Linked DNA regions of Triticum aestivum: region 2 is linked to region 1. The links are chromatin contacts, called in public Hi-C maps. All regions are on one chromosome and are shown on one strand. Each heading gives the region's core, a stretch centred on a gene start, on an enhancer-like site or on the middle of the called end of the contact. The rest is flanking DNA. Distances are from core to core; before and after follow the strand shown.

Region 1 (4,939 bases), core at 1,000-3,499:
TTGAGTCGTCCAAATCTTTTAATCCAATTTTGTTAAGTATCTATCCGATGGTTGTGAACAATTGTCACCTCCCTTGACTATGTTAATCATTGTCTCATAATTAAGTACTCCCACCGTAAACTAATATAAGATCTTTTAGATCACTAAAGTAGTGATCTAAAAGATCTATATTAGTTTATAGAGGGAGCACTCTTACTAGTTCATTATGCATACTTGAAGTTGTTTTTTCAGTACTTAAAGAAATTGTTTTTTATGTGATACTTTTCTTTAATAAAATGTCGTTTCTTTTGCTTTCTTAAAAGGGAACGTATGCATTTAATATAAAAATTGATGATTATATTGTTTTTGTTTATTTATGTATGTTAGCTCATTGTACTTTGCATCTGCACCATTACTATTCCACCAAAATAATGATGAGTTGGTGTAATACTTTTGATCTAAGTTGTCAATGATACTTCCATCGACGGCTCCCGGTTTAAGGTGAACAAGACTATTTCTTAATTCCATAGTCATGGCATATCTAATCTGTACTAATTCACTCTATGCGGTTTGTTACGGATTACGATTACTACATGTTCTTATATTATGGGACGGAGGGAGAGTTTCTCGTCAAATTTTGTGTGGGGAGCCTGCCTATATGGTCTGATTAGTGGTCTGTTTTCCTAAAGTCATACTCCAAGTATATTATATCAATATAAGAAGGACACGCATCTGGTACAATGATATGGGCCAAAGCATGCCACCGAAAGTCTGAAACACTGTCGCTGTATATGTAGCAAACTGATACGCGTGCCAGAGTTTTCTAAAGATGGTTTGGTTAGCTGCAGCATATGGGACCTGACCACGTAACAACAAAAGATAAATAATTGCACATCGGAGAATATATTAGGTCCAATAATTTGGGATAGGTTAGTTCGCGCTGCATGCATGCCTGCTCCACTGGGAGAAAAGCAGATCGGCAGCTAGCGTATCCGGCCTTTTCACTCCATCATGCCCGATTGAAGTGTAAAGTACCAATGCTTCGGCCTAACTTGTTTCAAAAAAAAATGCTTCGGCCTATCATTTTCTTAATTCTATGTTATCCCGAACTTAAAGTGAAAGATAGAAAGTCTCCCACTTAGCATCGCTAGTGAGTGCACTTTGTAAAACTGCACGCACCAGTCAGTTCATCAAAAATCTTAAGCTGATGGGAAAAAGTGGGCTATGCATTTATACGTCAACACACTTGAAATAACCTCTTTGATTGGAGGTGCATCAAAGTGTTGAGAGCAGCTAGCTGGAAGGTGCAAGGAACAAGTGCCCCGACATGAATAGTTGTGGACTTGTGGTGCGTTGATGAATGAGCTAAGTGTATAACGATAGCTGGCCAGCCAGCACCAAAAGAAGAGAAGAAACATAATGTACTCCACACGGATATGATGGGTCCTGGCTAGGGTCGGTATGTGCCGAGGAGGAGAAAGCGATGAGCCATCGACATTTTTTGTGGTTCGTGATGAACGAGCGGTAGCGCTGGTAGCTACGTACCGTAGGTATGGTATTAGGGAGTAGCAGAAAATGAAGAGAAGAAGCAGCACCGATGTGGTTGATGGCCCAAGAGTGGGTACTGTGGATATGTCTATGTATGTATGTGCCGTGGTGCCTACGTGCACGTGTACAGAAACTCCTACCGCCACCTATTTTCCATCTCCATTCCTGTGTGTTTCGTGGTTTGATTCCATACGCCTACGCGCGCGCGTGTGGAGCGCGTGCGTAGAGATCGACGACGACCAAGCGATCCAGGAGCAGGAATCCGGTCGGTCGGTAAACTGAAAACGATGGCAGATCAACTCCCATCGACTCGTCGGTTCGAGGGCTTTGGGCTGTTCATCCGAATAAGATTCTAAACGATCGAAACTGCAAGGATTAAACCGAGCTAGCTAATGGAGTGGAGGGCCGGCTGGTGGTGCTCACCTTCGCCGCAGCCGAGCTTGGGCCCCCGGACGGGCGTGCGCGTGCGGAGGAACTCCAGCAGCGTCGTCGATGGGTCCACGCCGGCCGCCTCGCGCCGCACGCCGTTCACCGCCAGCACCACCCGCTCCCCCGCCGTCGCCGCATCCTTCCCCAGCGACCCCATCTCTCTCTCTCTCTCTCTCTCTCTCTCTCTCTTCCACGACCCACAGCTTCGTCCTGGATCCAGGTGCACCACTCAGCAAGTGCGCCGAGGCCGGTGGCCATACCTCTATCCTTTATACGGGGGCTTTGCTAGAGGATCTTGGCTACGATTAGTTGCTAGCTATGCAGAGACGTTGGACGGGGGCAAAGCGACGGGAGATGGCGTGGGCGTGCGCTCAGCGCGCACGTACTCCGGTTCACGTGGAGGCCGGGGAGAAATGGGCGCGGTGGATTTGAGATCGGCGATGGATCGTGTGCGCTCGGTGCAACGGAGCGATCGAGGCCGATGCACGCTGTATGGGTACATTGCATGTGCTATGATGCTAGCTGCTCGTCAACCTTTTCCGCTCTTGTACTAGCAGTACTCCTACTCCACTCTCTAGCCTCCACGCAAGCGATCAAACGGATGGGAAAGGTGATAATAATATTTAGTATGCCAAGGCGTGAGTAGCAGGCAAGATTTGCTTCATTTTGCTCTTGTTTGTTTATGCTTTAGAGCGGCCTGACTTAGCAAATTCGGTCCCTCAAACACCCGGGGACGCGTTCGGACGTGTCTGTGGACATTGATCGGGCACTTCTCAATTTAGGTCCTCCATATTCATACTCCTCGTATCTGATATCTTATATTCCATTACTCATGCAATGTAAAGATAAATTACATAGGTCATTGCATAGACCATGAAACGGGGCTACATATGCACATTCCGATCACCAAAGATCACAGACGGATCTCCAAAAGCTACTCAAAGTTCACATAATCCACAAACGACAACTAGAGACATAGATAACTAGAAGTTAACTAGGGAGACGACAGAGATTCGCCACTTTCTCGCCGGGTCTTTGCCCTTTTGATCGCCAGTGTAGCTGTAGGCGTCGGCTGCAGGTGGTTGATCATCGGAGTCATCGGCGGAGGAGCTGTGGTCGTCGCCGTCTTCGTCGGAGTCGTCGGAGAGGACAATGAGCCCCTTTAGTCGCCAGATGAACATGTCCTATTGCCGCTTTATCTTAGCCAACCGAGCCGCATCTGTCGCTGCCTCATTCGCCTCGCGCTCCGACTGCTCTATGGCAAGCCAGCGTGCCTTCGTGTTCTTTCACCGTAGGCGACGAGCGTCCGTCTCCGCCATCATGAGGGACCAGTGGTAGACCCAAGTGAGAAGCCGCTCGTCCTCGTCGGGCTCCACCAGCATCCCGCGGTGGCAGCACATGGACTGCAACGCAGCCTGCCTGTCGTGGAATTGTCACGGCAGATGTCCTAGTGTGAGGACTTAGTCGTGGAGCCATCGCGTTGAGGTTAGCTTAAAGGGGTTAATCAGGACAAAGGACATGGAAAATTTATACTGGTTCGGCCCCTTACGATGAAGGTAAAAGCCTAGTCCAGTTTGTAGTTGGTATTGCTAGGGTTTCGACGAGTAGGGAGTGAATACGCTTGACCCGGCTCTCGATCTGTTGTTTCTTGTCCTAAGCGCCGCTAGGTCGTCCCCTTATATACACGGGTTGACGACCTGCAACCCTCAGAGTCCCGGCCGGCTTATACAACGTATCCGGCTCGGTGACCTTTCACATATGCCTTACAATACAAGTTTACATTCATGGCGGTTTATACTCATAGGCCTTAAGCCGCCTTTGGGTCTGGGCCCTCTACTAAGCCTATCTATGAATCACCATGTGACCTTGGGCTTCATTGTGATGAATCTTCATAGGGTTGACCCGACCCCTCATGTGCAGGTCATACCTAATAGTTATATCCCCAACATTAGGCCCGAGGTTGATTTGGACTTGTTCATGTCAACCTTCAAGACTTAGAAAAATCCTTCCATATCCGCTGCAAAAACCTTGTAACCCGCCATGATGTCATCTTCCAAGAATTTCGGAAACCCGCCACGAGGTCATCTTTAACGAATCTTTATCTTAATGTCTTCCCGAAAGTCAAGGCGTCCAATTAGCTGGATAACTATCATTTGGCCTCCTCGTATTTCGCGCCTGCCTGTTTCCTGTCTCCTTATAAATAGGACCCGAAAGCCATCTTCCATTCTTCTCCTTCTTCTTTCTTCCTCCTTGCACCGCGATGTCCTGCACGAACCTCGCCGCCGTCGACCTCTGTCTCGACCTCAACTCCGGCCGTTGCATCGCCCTGAGCAGACCAAAGAACCGCGATGCTACTCCGCTGTTCTACCAGCTCCAGTAAGCCTTTCTTTGTTCATCACCAATCTGTCGTTAGGGTTTCGTCGGTGTTCTTCGGTGTTCATCATCGTCCTTCTTTTCCTTTGTTTAGATCCACGTATTAGATCCAAAAATATGGAAAGCTTATGCGGTGGTAGTTTTAGCACTTGTTTTAATACTAGATCACATCCCCACCGTGACAGGTCTCCTCTAGGGCTTCTCTGTTTTTTCGACTGTCGCCTTTTATAGATGAATTTATCCTTTTTTCTAAACAGCGGTAGATCCAAATTTGTAACCTCCATCTGCGGAACTTGTTTGTCTCAGTACTTAGCCAATGTTGCTTCCGGGAACTCTTTGAACATCTTTAGTCTTGGCGGCTTACCCTGCCGACTTATCTTTTCTTTATATATCATTAGCCCTTGCTTAAGCTGCCATTATGCACTATAATTGTTTAACTTGCAATCCCATCAACTAATTTGAACCGGCCAATTATTTTCTTTATAGACTGTCCTTTCATCATGCCGCCGAAGACGATGACAACTTGCAACTGGGTTCCTTCCACAGTCACCAAGAGTACTTTGAAAGATTTTGTTCAGCAGAGAAGAGTGTCATGCATTACCGTGTTCCT
Region 2 (4,939 bases), core at 1,202-3,701, 450 kb after region 1:
GCAGGGATGAAGTACTAGAATTCCATAGGAAAGTTTATGTAGCCTGCAGTTTCACGGGAAACCAAACATCCAGTGCGAGCTCTTTTTCTGCACGGAGTCCTGAGGTGAGGCTGACGAAAAGCAAGTTGAGACCCACACCATGAGAGGCTTCAGTCTTGCATGGCAATAATTTAGGATGTGGAGGGATCCACGTCCTTGTTTTCATTTCCTTTGTACCGAACGCTCCAGATATTTTTAGTTTCGTTGTCTCTAGTTTCATACGTTCCAACTGTTACTTCAACCCGATTCCTACAAAGCTTTTTATTCATTTGTTTTCTATACATCCATTCCGAACGAAGCCTAACTGGGCGGATGGATCTCGTGGAGCTTTTGCAATGGCGGGCGCCGAGAGCAGAGCTGCGGAGGGCAGTGACCTGGGACCGGCGGAGACCAGAGGGCCGGACCCGGAGTGGCAGTTCGCGGACTTGCTTGCTTGCCGCGCCGCCGCCACCACTTTCCTGCGGGTGCCATCCACCGCCGCCTCGGCCGGCTGCAGCCTGCAGGCAGCTAGGTCGTGGGGAGAAGAGGAGAATAGATGATGCGTACTGGACTGGAGTCGGCCAGTTTGAGGCCTTGAGTTGTTGCGTGGGCTGGACCTGGACATGTGTCGAGTGGGTTTTGGCTATTTCAGTCTATATATGTATATATAATTTTTTTGGCCCCAAAATCCTTGGTATTCCATGGAATACCCCTGGCTCCGCCATTGCCGTGAAGCCATTTGAACAACTTCCATCAAAGGGCTCAAACCTAATTCTCAACAGAGAGCCTCGGGACCCTATTCAATTGTCTGCACTGTATAAAGGAGAAGGAAGTCCCCTGAAAGGCACCAACCTTCATTCGCCTTCACCAGATGCCACACAAGCTTCATCAACCTCTCTTCCCATATCCATATCCATAGCCATGTCCATCACCATAGCCACCATCTCCTTTAGATAATTTACTTGTGATCAATATTCTATCGCGATCAGCGACACTATAAGACTAGCAAGCATCCATCTCCAAGTACACAATTATACAATGTAATTTGCTTGTCATTCGATCGTGATTTGTGGGTAATCCCTCGAGCTAAGGGCTGCGGAGTAGACTCGTAGCTTGTGTATGTGGAGCACGGGATCCTAGGACTCACCAGTACCCGAGGCACAGAATATTGGTACAAGGAGAGGCAATGAGCAGTGAGAGTGGAAGAACACAACGAAGAGCGGTGCCTCCTCGGAATGGGATTTTACAATCACTTTTATTTGTATAAACCCAGAAATCTCTCACTTTAGTTAGAGTAAAACCTAATGATTGCCATTTCTGGAAGGATTCAATGAGGGTGAAAGATGCATTCCTCCAATTTGTGTAATTTTAGGCCAGTTCTTTTTGGGTAGGACAATTGGCGGACACATGCCACTCTATTTGCAATAAGCCTTTTTTAAAGTTATATGTTTGTAACTTTGATCAAGGAAACATATATGTACATATAAAATACTAAATGCATATCACGCGCCTCCCCTCAAAAGAAGTTTAGGATTCTCTGCCTCCCGCCGGCCAAACGAAACTAATATTTTACTAGAAAAATGGAACATATCTTTGATTGAATAAAATTTGAGGGGCACAAATGCACAAGGTTGTAACATAAAAAATAACAGCACGATCGACCGCGCGCAAAAACCAACCCACAACGCAACACTCTCGATCGCTGAGCTAGCTATGTGTAAAGAGGATGGAGTGGGACTGTGGTGGCCTAGAGCACGAGCACGGCCATGGCGACCGCAGTGACCGCGGCCGCTGCCTCACCGAAGCGCGCCTGCAGCTTGCCAGCAGGGTTGGTCGGGGGCGGGGCTGGCTGGGGAGTCGGCGGGGCGGTCTCGAGGATGGTGATCTTGAGCTTCATGCCGTTCTCGCAGTGCTGCCCGACGCCGCAGAAGAACCACTTGCGTCCGGCCTTGTCGAGCGTGACCCGGTCCTCGCCGGTGGTCAAGACGACGGCGTTGGCCGGCTGGCTGCACTTGAGGAAGTCCGGCCCGCCCACCTCCACCACGTTGTGGGCGGGGCTGTTGTACTTGAACACTGCGATCGATATAATTCGCATGAAATTAGTTTCGCGTCCCAAAGAAAATGGAGCGATCAAGCGTACGCGTGGCCCGAAAGGATTAATGGAGGTATGTACCTAGCGTGTCGCCGGCGACGAACTGCTTGGTCTCAGCCCAGGCCGAGTAGTTGAAATTGAGGGTCCAGCCCTTGTCGTCACCGACCATGTGCTCCGTGGCGACGGCGAGCCCCGGGAGGAAGGCCACGGCGAGGGCGGCCGCAGCGAACACGGCGACGAGCATCTGCTTGGACGCCATTACTGACTGAGTAAGCAGCAAAGCTAGAGAGATGACTGGCTTGTGGCTAAAGGGGAAGGGTCCTGTGATGATGGGATGGATGCAGGTCGATCGTGTGTTGTGCTGCTAGCTCTGGCTTTGCATGTATGTATAGAGACGGAGCTCAGTAATCAGGTACGGAGTACGTAGTATGTATACGTCGTAATCACCGTTGGCACTCGAGCCCGTCTTGTCCCTGACCGGAGGCAGCGGCAGCAGCTGGCCAATGGCGGCAATGGTATGGCTATGGGAGTTGAATTCGTCCGTGTGGCGCCAAATGTGATCTGTGTCGCATTGCCTTGGTTTCATCGGAACAGAGGATACGCTGCAGCATGCATGACATAGATGCTAATTGTTTTGTCGTGTAAAACGAAATTTTGTCATCCACGGGCTGTTTCGCTTTCATGTGTGAGAGAGAGAGAGGGGTCTTGATCTGACACATGTTATCAGCTTAGTTTCCCGGGACAAAAAACTATTCTAGTTGGGCCGGCCAGGTCCGTCGGTGATGTGACAGTATCCTCCCCGTGGCCGAAGAACGACTAATGGCATTGCTAATGCAAATTATTAAGTTTATGATAAATAAAGTAATGCATTAAGCAAGATAACATAATGTAGACAAAGTAATATCAATCAGTGTGATCGAACCCCCTCGTTTTATCCTTAATAGCAACAGTACAAGTACGTGCATTTGCCCCTTCTGTCACAGGGCAAGATCACCGCAAGATTGAAACCTACTACAAAGCACATCTCTTGCTGAACATAAATCAATCTAACTTTGCCAAGATGGATAGATAGGAGAGAAATACAAAGCTATAAAATTACGCGGCAAATAGATCTCAAGAGACTCAAATAGTTTCAATGAATAATCTGATTGTAATCACAATTCATCGGATCCCAACAAACACACCCCAAAAGATTACATCGGACTGATCTCAGAGGAGATCATTGTATTGAAGATCAAGCGATAGAGAGAGAGAGAGAAAGCCATCTAACTACTACTATGGACCTGTAGGTCCTGGAGGAACTACTTACACTCATCGTGGAGGTAGCAAGGTTGATGAAGATAGCCTCCTCGGGCAGAGTACCGGGACATGGCTCCATATGGGATCTCTTCGGAACAGAGGCTTGCTGCGAAGGAAGAATTATTTCAGGTCTCGCTCCGAGAGTTTTAGAATATATGGGAATTTATAGGCCAGAAATTAGGGTAAACGAAGCTACGACGGGCCCACAAGTCAGGGGGCGCACCACCCCCTGGGCGTGCCACCCTGGCTTGTGGGGTTCTCATAGATCCTCTTGTCCTCCGCTGAAGCTTCTAGGGTATCTTGTTGTTCAAAAAAATCATCGTAAAGTCTCATCGTGTTTGGACTTCTGTAGGTATGGTTTTTTTGCGAAACAAAAAACAAGCAATCTTTCCTTGGCATTACAGAATGATTTCGTGATTCGACGGTCTTCACTTCCAAGACGACCCAATTCCATTCAACATTCAAGATTTTCTATAATGTTAGATGGGAAACTCAACGGACTCTCTAAATTCTCTATGGGTATGTATGAGTGGTGGTGTCACCACTCCGGTATAATTGCAATGTCTTTGTTGAAGCGTAGGTAGAATTTCTTCTTTCAAAAAAATTATTACCATGGAGAAAATGTATTTGAGATGTAAGCATTGTACATCTAATGGTTTTCACATATGAATAAAGTTTAAAGGTTTCCTTAAAAGAAAAAAGGACTTGATCCATTAGTGGTTATAGTTTCCTGGTCTTGAGTCTCGTAATTGTTTGGAAGGTGTGGTGGAAGAGATTATACCCAATAATTGCGGGCAAAAAGAAGAGGACGGGATGATCGATTCTTCACCATTCATTGGTCACAAATAATCATTCCTATGAATTTCATCTGGACTTTGCAAGAAATCAAAGTATCCCATCAATAATTGGGAAGGATTAGAGTTCTTGTCCTCGCAGAAACGATCTTCGCATATGTTCACTTATAGTGTGTCTTGGTGCTTTTGCTTGTATGATTTTTTTTAGAGATAGAATTTTTCCTTGGCACCACGGTGAACATCTTGTAGGACAACCGTCTGCACTTCCAGGGGATCATCACCGGCCCAAGCCCATTTATCGCTCAAGACTTTCCATATTTTAGATGGTCAACTCATGGGCTCGTTAAAATTTCTATCAATAATCAAGTTCGTGCAACTGTATAGGTGGTGTCGTTGCCACTCTAGTCTAATTGTAGTGTCATTGTTGAAGCGTGGATAGAATTTATTTTTAAAAAAAATTATTACCACGAAGAAGACGTATCTAAGAGATTTCGATGTAATTTTTATTTTCAGTAATTACTTGGTCTACTTTTGGGGGTCTTTGATCATAAGCACTACACAAGTAATGTTTGTCACATTTGAATAAAGTTGCATGGTTTTCTCAAAAGAAAAAAATACTAGTTTCATTAGTGGTTACTTGCCTCATCTAAAATCTTGACATTGTTTGGAAGGTGTGGTGGAAGAGATTATATGCAATAATTGCAGGCAACAAAGGACGGTAAGATCGATGCTTCAC

The links. Hi-C and Micro-C count contacts between places; a contact is called where the count stands out from the background.
Region 2: a contact with region 1 is called in a Hi-C map of leaf, with 5 times the contacts expected there. The contact joins the promoter of LOC123107964 here to the promoter of LOC123105344 in region 1. A contact is called at or near these places in 3 of 5 Hi-C or Micro-C datasets (all in leaf).

What each region holds. Positions count from the first base shown.
Region 1 is chr5A:614,754,622-614,759,560 of IWGSC CS RefSeq v2.1, forward strand. LOC123105344 (probable aldehyde oxidase 2) reads right to left here and starts at 2,250. Exons shown (of 8, transcript XM_044527403.1): 1 at 1,951-2,250. The coding sequence starts at 2,113.
Region 2 is chr5A:615,203,842-615,208,780 of IWGSC CS RefSeq v2.1, forward strand. LOC123107964 (blue copper protein 1a-like) reads right to left here and starts at 2,452. Exons shown (of 2, transcript XM_044529840.1): 1 at 2,192-2,452; 2 at 1,639-2,091. The coding sequence starts at 2,369. The coding sequence ends at 1,766.